Linked DNA regions of Zea mays: region 1 is linked to region 2. A link is a contact called in public Hi-C data. All regions are on one chromosome and are shown on one strand. Each heading gives the region's core, a stretch centred on a gene start, on an enhancer-like site or on the middle of the called end of the contact. The rest is flanking DNA. Distances are from core to core; before and after follow the strand shown.

Region 1 (6,164 bases), core at 3,355-5,854, 650 kb after region 2:
AACACAGAGAAGACACAGTGGTTTATCCCGTGGTTCGGCCAAGTACAACACTTGCCTACTCCACGTTGTGGCGTCCCAACGGACGAGAGTTGCACTCAACTCCTCTCAAGTGATCCAATGATCAACTTGAATACCACAGTGTTATGCTTTTCTTTTCTTATCGCGTTCGCGAGGAATCTCCACAACTTGGAGTCTCTCGCCCTTACACTTGAAGTTCACAAAGAAGCACGGAGTAAGGGAGAGAAGCAACACACACAAATCCACAGCAAAATGCGCACACACACGGCCAAGAAAGGGAAATGCGCACTAAGGCTTAGAAACATACCTTTACTCTTGATTTGCACTTTGTCCATCCATGGGTATAGATTTACTCTATATGCTGTAGACATATGGGGCAGGCATTTCAGTCAGGCTCCTAGAAGAACATTGGTCGAATCTGGTATTCAATGGGTTCAGAGAACGTTGGAGATTAGTAACGACTGTTTTGACATGTTTCGCATGCGAAGAACTGTTTTTAGACGATTGCATGACACGTTGGTACAAAATTATGGTCTACTTCCAAGCCGGGGTGTTAGTACTATGGAAGCTCTTGGCATATTCTTGTGGGCATGTGGGGGTCCACAATCGTTTAGGCAGATCAGAAATAAATTTGGTCACTCATTGGAAACAATTAGCCGCAAGTGTAGTGATGTCCTTAATGCACTTTATAAGATGTCATCTGACATAATCAAGCCGAAAGACCCACATTTCGTCGAGATTCATCATCGTTTGCGAGAGCCAAGGTTTTGGCCACACTTCAAGGATTGCATAGGCGCAATAGATGGTAGTCACTTTCCAGCGGCAGTCCCGGCTTCGGAACAAGCGAAATATATTGGCCGACACGGTTACACGTCGCAGAATGTAATGGTCGTATGTGACTTCGATATGAGGTTCACATTTGTTGTGACAGGATGGCCAGGTTCCGTACATGACACAAGAGTACTACAGGATACTTTAATAACTTATGCGGACAGGTTCCCCCATCCACCGGAAGGTATATAAATATGTTGTACATTTGTAGAATACAGTACTATTTTATGTCATATGTACGTAACATTTGTATTTTGTGTTTGTGCAGGTAAATACTATCTTGTCGATTCGGGTTATCCAAATAGAAAGGGGTACCTTGCACCTTATAAGGGTCAGAAGTACCACATTACAGAATGGCAAAATGCGAGGCAACCTATTGGGAGCAAAGAAGTATTCAACTATGCGCACTCATCTCTACGAAATGTTATTGAGCGATCATTTGGGGTGCTCAAAATGAAGTGGAGAATTCTATTAAGTCTCCCTTCATTTTCGCTTGAGAAACAATCCAAGATAATTATTGCATGTATGACATTGCATAACTTCATTAGAGATAGTGCTCTACACGATAGAGATTTTGATGAAGTAGGAGCTAATAGCCTAAGTCATGATGTACCTGCAGGTGAGAGTAGTACTAGTACATCTGATGAGTTAGACATGAGTGATTTTCAAGATGCAATTGCTAATGCATTAGTGTCGTAGTTAACTTAGTGATTGTAACAGTACTTATGATGTAATCAACTCCACTAATTATTGTGTAATGACCTTTATCTGCGTTATGGCTTTCATTTTATCGTTTGTTCGAACAGAATCTGCAATATGAGAATCTGATTATCCAAACACGTAGATTCTGACGAACAGCTTTTCTGCAAAGCTGGCGAACCAAACACCTAAATTCTAACCACCAGCTTTTCCCAACAGCCAGCTTTTCCCCACAACCAGCTTTTCAGATAAGCTGGCCAGAAAAAAGCCGAACCAAACACGCTCTATGTATCTATTATAGATCGATGATAGCTTAGGATAAGTGGTGTGATGGTCTGTGTTCTCCATCATCTTCATCTCACTAGTATACTCAGACTTCTCCATCAAAAGGCTAGTACGTAGCATGTCGACATGGGATCAAAATCTGTGCCATCTTCGTTGGATGTGGTGTTTCGGTTTGCCTTCCAAGGAGGAGCGAAGAATTATTAAGTGCCGCGCACATGTGTAGTGGTGTGTGTGTGTGTGGGCGTACCGAAAGGGTCAAGTGGTAGTATACGAGCTGTACTAGGTGACAATCTGTGACGTCGGCCTTTAGTTTTGTCAAACAATGTTCCATCTCTCTCTTTCGTCGTCCCCCCCCCCCCCCCCCCCCCCCCCCCCCCCCCCCCCCACCCCACCCCTACTGTGAACTCTGCTAGCTGGATAAAATTATTTGTTCCTTCCAAGTGCATTAGGTTTCCGATGTGACGCATCTCGGCATCGTCATTATTTAAAGAATCACGGTTAGTAATATTAGGTGAATTTGCTTTGTGCAACAAAACAATCAACATTAGAGCACTTTAACTTGTTTTTTGTGCAATTGCCGCCCGTTCTAGTTTAATGAAATTTCACCGTTTCTCACTCCCCACCACCATGCATATCCACCAAATACCTTTGTGCCTCACTCACGCTGAATCCAATCCAATCTCCCGAACCCCACCCACACGTGAACAAGCAGCAGTGGAACTTTCTCTCTCTCTCTGAAGGTACAGAGCCTTTTTGTAGTTAGGGCGGCATTTACTTTGTTAGATAAATGGAGGAATCACGCTTTACTTACTCTCCTTTATTTAGGTTGACTGAAGAAAGTGACAGGGCTGGCAGTTAACCATACATATCTCACTAATCTTTTTCTTTTTTTTTTTGTGGTTGTGGGATTAGAAAAGGTGGGTGAGCTCACAAGAATCCACATGCTAACCATGATGACAAATAATGTGATCGGAGACACAACACAGACACACAGTTATCTGTCTTGCGACGAAAACGACTGAACCTCTGGAAGACAGCGTTTTAGAGGTAACCAATATACAAGGACATGAGATAAAGACGTTGATGTGGCATGTATCCATCCCTTGCTCCTGCCTATGCCAACTGCCTTTTTTTTGATTCGTATGCTACACTGACCGAAACCTGCTGATCCGGCCGGCCGGTAAAGAAAACATTTCCTTTTTCTTGTGATCTAGGAAGCTACTACTAGTGCATATTCAAACAAAATCCCACAATATATCGCTTCGTTCTGATGAAGGATGAACAATAGTACTCGGTCGTCACGTGCAGCTTGTGAATGATACCTAATACTACTAGACGCTAGAGCTAGGTGGCTAGTGCATCTATAACGACGACCTCACCTCACCGACGGATACGACCAAGGAGAGAGGTAACGGCACCGAATTTCAGGGACGGCGTCCAGATGGGATGGGTGGGACACGTGACGCCTGCAAGCCGGCGGCGGCTAGACGTTCGCATTGCAATCCTTTCTCTTTTCTTTTTTCTCTCCTTGTCTTGGGTCCATTCGACGATGTGTAAAAAATAACATAAAAAAAAAGATGGAGAGCAAGATTCGATGTGTTGTGTGAATACGAACGATCGATCGTCCATGGCATGGCTACGCCATCTCGTCGTCGTATACCTACATAGTCTAGTCACTGGTCTACTAGATATACTAGGATCTCCTCCGATACAGCGGGGAGGAATCGTCATCCATCCTCCTGCATTTTCTCGTCTCTGATGATGTCCAGAGAAGATCCACCAGCAGCAGTACGTGACAGCAACCAGAAGGAATCGTCACCTCTACGCCGCGCAAAAAAATAAATAAAAAATAATACTCCTAGATAGGTTCTGCCCGTCATACGGGCCCCACCTCTCGCTTGCACGTGGGCCCGCGCGAGCGGCGCGCGACACGTACTCCACACGGCCATCTCACCGTGCGTCGTCACGTCCTGATGCCTGGATGTATGTAGTAGTAGATGAGTGGGAATGTGGGATGAATGAATGATGGACTCCTGCTGCTTCGTTCCGAGTTCCAAAACGGTGCCACATCGATGTGGTGGCCGCGCTTCTAGCTTTCAGCCGGGTAAATTTGCTGCTGCTGCTGCAGCAGCAGCACACAGTGTGGTATCGAAAGATTCGTCTCGTGTTCATGCTAAGTACGCTTAGCTTGACTCGTTTTATCGATTGAACTGCTATTCAACGCTTTCCTATCTGCACGCCCGAGATCCAATTCGTGCGCATCATGTGCGACCACGCAGGCAGAGCCAACCACACATCTTACGGAAACAACATCTGCTATATCTACTTTACTCCATAATACTATGTACGTGATAAACCACGGCACAAATAATCCGGCGCGGTATACCTGCTAAATCAAAACATATAAAAATAAAAAACAAACTTCTTTTCAAAAGGCCTCGGATTATTTGCCTTTTTTATCGTTATTTCCGGCAGCAGCCAGCGCCATAAATACGAGCGCCGCTCCCTATTTTGCGTCCAAGACTCCAAGCCCGCCCTCCCTCCTTTGTCGCCACCTCCGCGAGCCTCTTCCCCGAGGCGAGAGGCTGCTGTGACGTCCCAGGCAGCGCCACCCGCGTCGCCATCTCCACCAGGCACCCACCACCACGCCTTGGCCGCCGGGCCCTCCATGCTTGGCTTGGCATTCGCTCGTCGACACAGGACAGGAGGATATATATTGCCGTGCTCGCCCGCCTTCTTCTTTTAGGAATCGTACGTACTCCTACATAAGAGAGGACGCGGACGCATCTTCTTCTTCCCTCCCGGAACCTGAGGGCAAGGGCGTTGCCGCCCAGCCGTGCCACCCACGATCGGGTGCGTAGCCATGGCCGTCGAAGCGCATCGCCTCCTCTTGGCAGGAGGACACAGGCAGCAGCAACAGCAGCAGCAGCTCGCCAGCGCGGGGTGGCCTTGGGCCGGCGCCGACGAAGATAGGTGCGCGACGACGGCGAGACCGAGCCAACATCATCACCATCAACAACAACAGCCGCAGCAGGAGTTGAGGCTCCACAACGCCTCGTGCGTGGGCGTCCTGGCTCCACGGGTCTCGACGATCGCTGCCGGCGGACAGATGTTCCTGGGCGACGCGGCGGAGAGCGACGTCACGTTCGGAGGAGGAGGAGCTGCGGCGCGGCAGGAGGTGACGGCAGTGGCGCCGGCGCCCAAGAGGCGGAAGCGCGCCGAGCAGCAGCAGACGCCGCCGGTGTTCCAGGTCTGCGCGGCCGACGATGTGGCGGCGCAGTTTCAGCAGCATATCGTCGACGTCAACCGCCTCGTGTTCCAACAAGTACTATACTACCTCTATCACTTTCGGTTGAGTTGAGCGCCCGGCGCGCGGTGTCGTTCCGGCCGTCTCGGCGCCACCGTTGTTGGAGGAGTCGGTCGTCGTTGACGTGGTTGGTATTAACGTGGATGATTTGAATAATAACTGCAGACCGCCAACATGTGGGCGGCGCTCACGGAGCTGCGGCGGCGGCAGGCCCGCCAGGTCGTGGCCGCCGTGGAGGCAGCGGCGGCGACGCGGCTGCGCGCCAGGGAGGAGGAGGTCCAGCGGACGGCGCGCATCAACGGCACGCTCGAGGAGCGGGCCAGGAGCCTCTACGTGGAGGCGCAGCTGTGGCGTGACCTGGCGCGGGCCAACGAGGCCACGGCCAACGAGCTCCGCGCCGAGCTGCAGCAGGCGCTCGACGACCAGCGGACGCGCGGCGCACCTGGCGCCGGCGCCGACGCCGACGACGCCGGGTCGTGCTGCCGCGGGGGGGAGGACGGCGGGACGGGTACGTCGTTGGCGAGGACGTGCGCGGTGTGCGGCCTGAGCGCGGCCGACGTGCTGCTGCTCCCGTGCCGGCACCTGTGCGCGTGCGCGCCGTGCGCCGGTGCGGCCAGGGCGTGCCCCGCGTGCGGGTGCGCCAAGAACGGCAGCGTCTGCGTCAACTTTTCGTGATGGCTGGTTGGTTGTCAAACCGATAGGATAGGATTGCTGGATTAGAGTAGTAGTAGTAGTAGTAGGTTTTTTTGGGGGTCTTGTTTATGGCAGCGACGGTTCAGTGATGCGGATATGAGACGGATGCATCTTTTGACTTTGTTTTCCACAAAAAAAAAAGAAAAAAACTCTCAAAACGCAATGAAATCAAAACAAGGAGACACGGCTGCTGGAGCTGGGAACGGGAAACATGGCTTCATTTGGCGCGACCAATTCTGATACGCTCCGTACTGAAGCCTGAATGACCGCGTGCCGAGCAGCAGGAGTATGCACAGTTGGTGGTGAATGACCAGCATGCCATGCCGGTGCG
Region 2 (5,295 bases), core at 333-2,832:
ACAACACTACAAACATACATGATGTAAGGTATTACACGCTTGAGCAACCCGAATCTGTAAAAAAATCTTCTATGTTCCATCGTGCCCTGCATGAACCATCGAGCCACAATCGACTTTGCCATCCTCACAAAAACACTACATGGTACTTCCCGTGCGTACCATCGGTATCAAACTCCAACACAACACGTGCTGAGCCATGCCAAATAAAATAATGGCGCATACACCTTCTGTACTATACCGCGTGCAACCATGCATGCACACAGAGGAGTAACAATATGGACATATACACTGAGTGTGTGGACAGAAGCATCGATTTGGCTGTGGAGAAAAGTGGAAAAAGGGACGAGAACATCTGCAAGCCTATGTCGGTTTCCTTTGTTTAAGACTAGTTTGACAAGTCCATTTCCCTAAGGATTCTCATCTTTACAAGAAAAAATAAACTAATTTTCCTTAGTAAATGATTTTTTTTGGAAAAATAAGGTTCCTTAGTACTGGTCTTGATCCATTTGCTTGTCCATAAGCCAGCTAGTCTACTCTGTCATCTGCAGACAAACTTTAAATCTTTTGACATTTCTAGAACAAAATTTAAATTGTATAGTTTTTAAAAATATATATTAAAAAACCAAAACATCTTATAGTTTAAAATAGAGGAAATACATAAATAGTCATATAAAAAAGAAACAACTGCGTGAGTCAACAAAATCTTTTCCAAACTTATCGCTTTACCTTTTGACACTTATATAATTCCTTATTTTATTATAGAAAAAGATATTCCATCCATCCATCAAAATTATATATATGCCGTAACTTTGTTTTCCTAGTCCGGCCTTATAATTTGAAATTAATTTTAAAAGTATATACTATAATATTTTGTCATCAAATTAATCTTATTGAATCTCATAAGTATAATTTGATGGTGAATTTTTTATGTTATTTTATAAATGAATATGGTAAATTTGATTCAGGATAAAACTACTAAATTGATATGTACTTTCTCTGTCTCAATATATAAGACGTCTCATTATATAAGGCGCAACTATCTCTATTCGAAGACCAAGAAATATATTTAATTATCTCTATATTACTGTATCGATATACGCTAGAACATGTCTTATATTATGGGACAAATAAAAAATGGTTACGTCTTATGAACTGTTACAGAGAGATTCTTCAATTTAAGTCGGGCGTTCGATATACAATGCTACATGACTTGGATGGCATTAAGAAAATTTAGTTAGAAAAAAAGCGCGATTGACAATGCTACATGACTAGGAGGACATTAAGAAAAATTTTAATCATGGCTTGCAACTCCTACAAAGTACGTCTAAGCCCACAGCACAGGATCTCTTGGCAATTGGCATCCATCCGACCATCCCCGTGGCATTGGGCGGTTGGGTCCCGCCTCCCTCCCTCCACCTTTTCCCCGTGGGAGCATTTTGACTCACAGGCTCGCTCCGCTCTGCTCCGTTACGCCGTTCCAACCGTCACTTTCCTTTCTGTGACCCGCAGCCGCAGGCCCATCCTCCATGCCATCCTTTCCTTCCAATCGAAACTTCCAAATCCGATCCCACCCACCGATCGCCAACTACTCCTACTGCTATAACCATCCTCCCCAGCGCCCCGCCCGCCCTCCGTGCCCCTCTCCACTTCGATCGCCTTCCTCGACAGTTCATTGCCATCGGCAGCGCGTTGCCGCCGCTCGACTCGACTTGACTCCACTCTGCTCGAGGTGATCACCATGGTTGCTCTGTTCTGTATATGATTCTAGCCGCAGAGTTTTTTTTTTTTGCGGGAGTTTTTTCCCTGACTTTTTTGGGGTCATCGATGGATGTGTAGGGTTTTGCTGGAGTCGAGTTCGGTCGGCATTGTTGGATTGAGCTTTCGGCTTGGGGGAACTATTGTAAGGGGTAAGTCTGCTTCTCTCTTGGTGCCGTCGAGAACTTGAGATTACGATTGGTTTGGGGAATTCGAGACTTCGCGCAGAGCGAAAGTGTGAACACCATTGGCTTTATGCGTTCTCGGTTCGAGATTTTGCTAGTAATGCATATCTGTCGGCGTAAATTGCACGGGACGGTGACTGTAATCTCGATGTGTTGATTTTGAATATCACGTGCCTTAGGGGTTAAGTATTCTGGATAGACGATCGACTGTTCTAACTTCTAATTGTAGCATGCAACAACGCCAACAGATGGGACGGGAGACCCAAACATGATATGTGAAATCTGAGATAGTCTTGTGAAATCTGAAGTGCGCCTTTTAGGCGCTGCACCTTTCTTTTTAGGATTAATTTTGATGACATGGAGTGACATCTAGTTCATTTTGATGCCATGGAGTGACATGAAAATGAAATAGTTTCCATTTTTTCAAAAATTTCAGTGGCATGTTTCCAACTAACCCTTCTTTTTAACAGTAGACAAGAGAAAATTTCTTTCTGTCCTTTTTGGCACAAACTGACAAAGCCGTACTTTTCAATTCTTTGTCTTCTGGGAACGCTCTCAGATATTCCATTCTGTACTTCTCTATGATGCAGTCAACTTCTTGCAAATCTCAATGCAGAATTTATTTAGTTTAACATTTTTGCTCCAGTTCTATACAGAGGATGAATAATCTTGCCTTTGATCTTCAGATTCTTTATGTCTTCTGGGAACACTGTCAGATATTCCATTCTGTACTTTTCTACGATGCAGTCAACTTTTTGCAAATCTCACTGCAGAATTTATTTAAACACATTTGCTCTAGTTCTATACAGAGGACGAACCATCTTGCCTTTGGTCAATGTTACAACTCTTTTTCTACTGTGTTTTTAATAAATCAATATCAATGATTGCATTATTTCAGAACTAAAAAACACTGAACTTATAAAAGTAAAAGTAGTTGTATATATATGTGAAATTAACAGTTCATTCCTGTATGACTCCTATATAAGTGAAATGTCAACTATTACTCTGTTCCTGCAGGTACTGACATAATCATGAAGCTTTTCATATTTCGATGACAGGATTGTTGGATCTCATATACGTGTTTTAGAAAGAGATGAAAGTCGGCGGTCTCCTGACCTCTGCTGGAATCAACATCGGTCTCTGTGTACTTTTTCTGTCACTGTACTCCATTCTAAGGAAGCAGCCACAGAATGTTAAGGTCTATTTTGGAAGAAGGATTGCTGAGGAGCACAACCGGCTCCGTGATGCTTTTATCTTGGAGAGATTTGTCCCTTCCCCTAGCTGGATTGTGAAAAGTCTGCGGTGCACAGAGGAAGAAATCTTGGCTACTGCTGGGTTGGATGCTGTTGTTTTCAATAGAATTCTAGTATTCAGGTATTTGCATTTTTACTTTCACATGTGCTTCTTTAGTTTTTGGTTACTGTTAAAAGTTACTGCCAACATTATAAACTGTTTTTTTGTGTTACTTGAATTTATCAGTTTGTATTTTGGTCTACAAGGTTTCCTTGCTATGTCACTTTGATAATAACAAGCCCACTAATGTGGCTATCAAACTGCACTGCTTCTTGGTTTCTTGCTGCTTCAACATCAACATCAACATAGTCTTTTAGTCCCAAGCAAGTTGGGGTAGGCTAGAGTTGAGACCCAATAAAAAGTCACCAAAAAGAGAAAGAGAAAGGGGAGGGGGAAAAACTTTTGAGAGAACTAAAAGGGAGGCCTAATCATGGTTCGGGCACGTGAATAACTTCTTTCCAAGTACTTCCATCCAAACACAACTCTTTTGAGATATTCCATTCCTTCAAGTCCCTTTTGCTAGCCTCCTCCCATGTCAAGTTTGGTCATCCTCTACCTCTCTTCACAATATTGTCCCGTCTTATGATGCCTCTGCACCGGTGCCTCTGGGAGTCTCCGGTGGACATGACCAAACCATCTCAACCGGTGTTGAATAAGCTTCTCTTCAATTGGTACTACTCTTAGCCGATCGTGTATGTCATCGTTTCTCACTCGGTCCAATCTTGTGTGCCCATCAGAGCGGGTCTTAATCTTATAGACCCACTTGCACGTGATAGGAGTAGCAGCGGAAGGAAGTGGGACAAAATCCCAAGTGTCGACGCGCTGAAGAGCAGCAATCTCCTCAGCCATAGCTAATTAACACTCAGGATGGGAAAGCACATCATGGTAGGAAGTAGGCTCAGAGAAAATAGAAGCAGAAGCGACAAAATCAAGACGAGTCGCACGATAAAGTGTATTTCGATCGCGAAGGTCATATCGCGGAGGAGGTGCACCAAGCACAGGAGACGATCTAGATGATGCCGGAGGGGATGGTGGAGGACGTGGACGTCGAGTGTAGTGGAAAAGAATTGGAGGACGCGACGGAGGGGATGGTGGAGGTAGGGGAGGCAATGGTGGAGGTGGAGAAGGCGATAGTGGTGGAGGTGAGGGAGGTGAAGGTGGCGATGATGAAATATGAATAAGGGAGGGTAGCGAAGATAAGGTGGTAGGAAGAGGTGGAACCAAGCGAAGGAAATCAACAGACTTAGAGGAAGAGAAAGAAGAGGACAAATCAGTAGTAAAGAAAGGACATGACTCATCAAAGGTCACCAGTATAAGAATAATGAGGAAAGGTGCCTTGCTTAGCGAGAAACATATTAAGAGCACGAGACAAGTACTCACCTGCAGAATTGGCCTGAAAAACGCGAATGGTAGAATCAAATTGGGTGTGAACCATAGTAGCAAAATTCTAATAGCTAGTGAACACTTGAGGTCGCGAGTCCAAGAAATACACCCATGTGAAACGAGAAAAATCATCAATAAATATCACATAATAACGATGCTCCCCTTTCGAAACGAAGGGAGCAGGGCTCCATACATCCCAGTGAACAAGATCAAAAGGTCTAGAAGACATTGTATGACTACTAGAATAGGGAAACTGTAGCTGCTTTCCAAACTTACAGTCTATACAAGGTATGGAGGTATCACCAACAACCTTCCCAAGGACACCACTACGAACAAGTGTTGTTAGACGAGACCCACACAAGTGACCGAGACGATGGTGCCACTGAGCGAAACTGACTGAAGTGGTGGCGGCAAAAGTTGTGGCATCAGTGGTAGAGGAGGATTGGCAGCGAGTGGAAGCTGAAGGAAGAAGCAGCAGCCAGTCAAGCACCTAAAGGCGAGAGGAGTCTCACAGAGCCGACGACTAGTACCAACCAGGGTCTCTGGAGTCAAGAATCTAGAGCACAACGATATCTGACGACGAGGCACCTAGTACCATGCTAGAGTGGACGCACTAACCACTTCAACCCATCAACATAAACTTTTGGGTTGAATTGGTTAGTGCGTTCACTCTAACAGA

Evidence for each region. Hi-C and Micro-C count contacts between places; a contact is called where the count stands out from the background.
Region 1: a Hi-C map of ear shows a contact between it and region 2, with 1.7 times the contacts expected there. The contact joins the promoter of LOC100285989 here to the promoter of LOC100382010 in region 2. A contact is called at or near these places in 2 of 25 Hi-C or Micro-C datasets (ear and tassel).

The regions. Positions count from the first base shown.
Region 1 is chr1:264,500,171-264,506,334 of Zm-B73-REFERENCE-NAM-5.0, forward strand. It overlaps LOC100285989, which reads left to right and starts at 4,605. Exons shown (of 2, transcript NM_001158877.1): 1 at 4,605-5,158; 2 at 5,306-5,950. The coding sequence starts at 4,697. The coding sequence ends at 5,815. It also overlaps a transcript of LOC100279310 not described here.
Region 2 is chr1:263,857,534-263,862,828 of Zm-B73-REFERENCE-NAM-5.0, forward strand. LOC100382010 (CSC1-like protein RXW8) reads left to right here and starts at 1,583. Exons shown (of 12, transcript NM_001174776.1): 1 at 1,583-1,729; 2 at 1,837-1,907; 3 at 2,958-3,314. The coding sequence starts at 3,034.